Linked DNA regions of Zea mays: region 2 is linked to region 1. The links are chromatin contacts, called in public Hi-C maps. All regions are on one chromosome and are shown on one strand. The core of a region is the stretch at or near the end of the contact, and the rest is flanking DNA. Distances in the headings are between cores, read along the strand shown.

Region 1 (2,800 bases), core at 86-2,585:
CATGTCAAAGACCATGCCTTGATCCCTACCGCGCCCACCTATCCAGTATACACAGTTGCCCCTCAATCCTGGCACACCCTCTGCATACATTGACACTGCATTGTTCCTTCCAACAAAAAGTGAGTGACCTCCCAGGTTCTTCACCACATCCCAGCAAGGCTGCCGTCGAGGATAATACCTCAGCACCAATATCTCATTTTCCGCAACGCGACGCTGACCTCCTGTAGGCAGCTGCAGAGTAACAGTGCAACTTGCGTTCCTCCAAACTTGGTACAGATTGCCCTCACAGAACACCAAGTTCTTTGCACTAGTGAACGACGACACTGTGTCATAAGGTGGAGGGAAGACAGTGGCAGGGTCGAACGGGAGGTTGGCCTCACACAACAGGGGCTCAACAGTGGCTGGCGCATTTAGGTGTGGTCCTTGCGATTCAGGTGGAAATTTCTTATATGGGATGAATGTCTCTGCACAGAACGTTACCCTCAGTGGAATAGTTGGATCCTGATCTCTTGTTTGGGCCTGTTCATGGCGCATCATCCGAAAATTGCGCAGATGTTGCCAACGCAGTGGACGGCAATTATTTGTGCGTTCAGCAGGCTGTGGCGGCTGGAGAACAGAGAATGGTGGCTCCGATGGCCCTGCTTCATCGGCGTTGGCAGGCTTTCGGCACCGTCGCTCGGGGAGACGGAGCACATGCACGTCCCCGCACTTGGTGAGGCAGTAGACCCTACCTTTGTCAGTGTAGACGACATCGGTGAGCTGGTCCCCGTTGGTGAGACGGACGGGGTCTATGACGGCCCACCTCCTGGCTCCGGCGGTGACGTACGCGATCCTATCGATATCGCAGATTGCCGCGGCGGCGAAGTCGTCCTTGGCGGGGTTCGGAGTGAAGACGACCTTGGAAACCCAGCGGCTTTCGTAGATCAGCGGCGGGAGGAGGATCTCCACGGCGGCGATGGGGTTGAGGAGCACGAAAATGGTCCCGCCGCTGAAGAGGACAACGGAGAGTGCGAGCCAGCCGTTGCTGGAGCCGACGCAGCGGCTTCCCGAAACGATGGCGGTGAGCTCGAAGGACCTCCGCGTGGGGAGGGAGGCGGCGTAGGGGCACCAGCGGGCGTCGTTGGCGACCACGAGGAGCGCGGGCGACGGCGGCGCGAGCGCGCATCGCCACGCCGTGCAGGCGCCCCGCGCGCTCGCATACCACTTGAGATCGAGCCGGTCTCCGATGCGGCACAGTAGATCTGCCGGCAGGTCAGCCCAGCGCCGGAACGGCGCCATGGCGACTGGCGAATTCGGGATGCTAGGGTTTGGGGAGCGCGGATGCAGGCCATTCCCATGCTGGGGAATTTTACGAACCATTGTTCGGGCGGGGGGTTTTACGAAGAGGCCCTCTCAGTTACGATTTGTTTGCGGAACGGTCCAGCGGCTGAAGGTGAAGGAACCGCACCACTCTTTCCGAGGCGCATATCCCAGCTGTGATTGTTGGCCCAATAAGGCCCAGTTTGGGACCGAGATAAAGGTAAGAGCTGTTTTAGGACTCATTTGGTAGTGTTTTGGGCTTAGAAACATTCCAACTTAACATTCATTTTCTCATTCTTGATTATATTATTTGAAAACGTTTAGCAAGGATATAGATTCAGATTTTTGAAATAAAAAACAAAGAGATGAATCAGAAACATCCGACACACTTCAGGATGATTCACCCTTTGATGTAGTAGTGTAAAAAATTGAGAAACGTTTTAGGTTATTTTTGGTGAAAAGATTCACGATTTAGCAGATTTGGCAGGCATTCTAGACATAACCTGCAAGGCAGGTTGTCCATAAGTATAAACCGAAGTTTTTAAAACTTGACCCATTTTCGCGCGCATTCCACGGGTGCTCGGGCCGTCGCTCGTCCCGACGCGTAGCCGCGAGTAGGACATGAAAACATCTTGCAGTTGGACTGAGCAGTCCGTGCCCTCTGTAGCACCCAAAAAACATCTTTTGATTTTGGAGATCAGATAAGTTTCTTTTCAAGATCTAAAGAAAATCTGTTTTCTCATAGTAACTAGATATATGCTCGTGCGTTGCTACGGAATCAACAAATTTTATTAAGATATATTAAGATTGTGAATATCGACTTACCTACTTACATAGTGGTTGCATTGAACAAATGCAACGACACTACAAAAATAAACATGAAAGCTAGTGCTATATTGTTGGTTTAAAACTAAAAAAATATTCCACAACTACAGACAAAATAATTGTTGCAACCTAAACATTCAACAACAAACTACTCCTAAATTGTATCATAGATGAACATACCAAGCTACTTCTATTGTTGACAATTTAAAAACAGAGCTAAGTTTCACAATTGTAGAGAAAAGCAAATAGCAATCCAACACAAGGTCCATTATGGAAATCACCAAACCTAAAAAAATAGCATTGAGAGTTGAAAAATATGATAAATAAACTTTTTGAGTATATTCTAAAACTCTAACATATAAGAGATTAAACAATGTGAGCATTTTCATGCAGCCAACGGTTGACTGATAGCTTCTTCATGTGGGGAGAGGGTTAGTTCAAAGTAGACACTTGTAGCAGCCTTCATTGCTCAGTGCCATGCATTTTGGAAAAGGTTGAGCATCATCGCCCCTCATCACTCATCAGCAGTTCAGCATGCCTTTCACAAATTGGACCCTACCAACAATCCAAAACTGCATTAGCCGTCAACACCAAGATTTCGATCCGAAAAGGCAAGGGGAGCAAAAGCATTCCTTTCACAAAATTGGACCCGGCCAACAATTCAAAACTACACACC
Region 2 (2,800 bases), core at 204-2,703, 300 kb before region 1:
CAAGTTGGTAAGTTCAACAGGTGGATAGAACAAGAAACTTCACTTCCTTGTCCGTCCACTATCTCATCAGGCACCTGCAGAGAGAAAGCAAGGCACATATTATTTCATGTCCAACCAAACCAGCTGTTCTTTGGGAATCCAATGGCATGATTTTATGCTGATAGATGCAGCAAGTGAGGTATGGATGCCAGAGAGGAGAGGAGACACGCGGAGGGGGCTGCTCTCGAAGTAGCACAGAGCACATGAAATATCATCCCGGGGCAAGGTGGACGAGCGAGCGAGTCTTTGAGCAGATTAAGGGGAAGCCTACACGGATCATGCAGCTCTCGCAAAGGATTTGCAGTAAGGGAAGAGCAGTGAAGGAGACATGAACAGTTGCCAAGCACTGGAGGGTAGCTTGTATGGTAGTGCTTTCTTGATGGGGAAATAAATAGCAAAAGAAGAAAAGAGGAAAGGGAGCTTAATAACTAAGATTTGGCGAGAAATCAAGAAAAAAGAAACGATTTTCCCGTCGCTTCATCACTGGCCTAATCGGGGATTTCTGTAAGGACGAGGAGCCATGGGAGCACGTAGAGGAAGGAGTTCGAGAACGGGGGGGCCGTAATCCGTACCAAATCTGCAGAAAGCAGATGCAAGGGATCGAGAATCTTTGGCCGTAGCCAAGAACAAAACAAGCAAGCACGAAAAGCAGCGGAGATCTAGCGGTCACAGGCAGCGAGAGAAGCACGAGGAATCCCAGCTCCGCCCGAAGAGAGAGAGATCCAGTCTGCAGACGCCAATCTTCCAGTTCCAGCGACGAATCTGGTAAGGGGGAGCGACGCGCAAGAGCAAGGAAAAACCGCGCGGATTCAAGTCAAGCAAAAAATCGAGAACCGCCCACGGAAACCACACCGCACGCACGAACTCGGAGGAAGAACACCGGCAGTTCTCTCACCTTCCGTTCCTTCTTCACAGGCGCTCCCCGGGCGGCGCGCGCGATGGAGAGAGCATCCTGCCGGTAGATCCACGCAGCGAGCAGACGGGGAGGAGGGTGAGGGTCTCGGAGCTCTGTGGTGGTGGAGGTTTTGATTTCTGGGGACTGGAAGCAGACGGGGGGGAGAGGTGAGGGAGGAGGAGCGAGGCAAGGCAAAAGGGGAAGAAATGGCTGCCGATTTTCTTTGTTGGCTTCCCACCACCACTTTCTCTCTCCTAGTCCCACGCTGCCTGCCTAGCCGGGAAAAAAAATTAAAGGAGAGAGAAGGAAACACCAACCACTCACACATCAAAGGCATCTGGTTCTCCACCAAGCCAGCCAAAGGCGGGGCTGGCTGGCTGTACCATTAACAGCAGCAGCTCGAGAGAGAGCGCGTGTAGTATTTGCTTTTGGAGCGAGAAAAGAAAAGGAGCCCCGGACCTGTGAGAGAGAGAGGGGAGCGCTGAGGCAGGAAAATGAGTGGTTTTTTTCTGCGGCCCTGTCCTATCCTACACCAACTATATTATTATTTTTTTCGACGCTGCTCGAGTGCTTTCTCTCTCTCTTTTGTTGTCTTGTTGATTGTATGGGGTGAAGCGCCAACCTTTGGTCCCCTCCTTAACGAATACTCCAAGAATGCCACCGATGGCTTGTCTATTTCTTCCAAGCAGGTACTCGCTCACGTAGGCATATTTTGCCCATTCGGACGAATCTATTTTTAATCGACCACAATTATTCAGTTTTATTTTTTTACCACAAACTTATATTTAAGAATCAACATTCTTTGACAACGGAACCATCGATAGTAGTGCATAAATTTGCCATCTATCTGGTTTCAACGTGATTAATGTTTATAGAAATAGGGGATCTATTTTACTCTCTAAAAAACCAGGACTAACTTATTTAAATTAGAAAAAAAAAATACAACAGTATATCTTCTGGTTTTAATTGCAAACATAATGCGACGCTAGGAGCTACTTGTTTTTACTATTGAAAATACAAAATCATCTTAGAATCACCTAAATTTGTCAGTTGTTGATATTTCAATGCTAAGGCTGTCTGCAGCAACTTCCACTAAATTTCATTCCTTAAATAAATATTCTCTGTCCTTTACAGCACACTCTAAAAGATTCTATTCTCTATATCTTCTCCAGCTACAACAATATCCTCTAAATTTTGTTCTCTATATATTACTCTATATATTACACGTCTATATTTTTCTTATAAATTTTCAAAACAATATTTTTTATAAAATTTAGAGATGTTTACATATTCCAATTTGTTTTTTCAATTCGTATTAATAAATATAGTTTGCAACTCTACCTCACCCTCCTATTCGCACGGTAGAAAAACAGCAGTTTTCGTCTTCAAGTGGCTCCGCGACGCATCGCAAACCTTCCTCCATATTGTTGACCATCGCCGGCCGACCTCCGCGCCATGGCAGCCAAGCTCCTTCACCATGGTTCTCCTCCTCGTCGGTCGATCTCCGGAGCGTGGTGGTGGTTGAGGGCCTCCGCGCCATTGCATCTGACTACCTCCGCGCTGTGGCTCCTCCATGACCAGATTTCCTGTCGTCGTAGCCGAGGTCGTCCGCGCTTGTCTTCTTCCTCTTCGACGGAGCTCCGTAGTGGTAGCAAAGGCCTCCGCTCCTCTGTGCTGATCTTCCTCCCCGATCGAGCTCCGGTGTGCGGTGGCAGCCGAGGTCCTCCACGCTGATGCTCGTCCCATGGCAACCTGATGTTTGTTGTCGCAGCCAAGCTCCATCTATAGCGTGTTCATCGGAGATGAGGACAACCCATGCGGCAGCTACTCCCCGACTGTCACTCGCTCCGCTCGGATGGATAGCAG

Evidence for each region. Hi-C and Micro-C count contacts between places; a contact is called where the count stands out from the background.
Region 2: a Hi-C map of leaf mesophyll shows a contact between it and region 1, with 8 times the contacts expected there. The contact joins the promoter of LOC103646329 here to the promoter of LOC100381664 in region 1. A contact is called at or near these places in 8 of 25 Hi-C or Micro-C datasets (bundle sheath, ear, endosperm and 3 more).

What each region holds. Positions count from the first base shown.
Region 1 is chr2:40,268,933-40,271,732 of Zm-B73-REFERENCE-NAM-5.0, reverse strand. It overlaps LOC100381664, which reads right to left and starts at 1,335. Exons shown (of 1, transcript NM_001174479.1): 1 at 1-1,335. The coding sequence starts at 1,278.
Region 2 is chr2:40,564,503-40,567,302 of Zm-B73-REFERENCE-NAM-5.0, reverse strand. LOC103646329 (hapless 8) reads right to left here and starts at 1,453. Exons shown (of 4, transcript XM_008671062.3): 1 at 935-1,453; 2 at 1-74.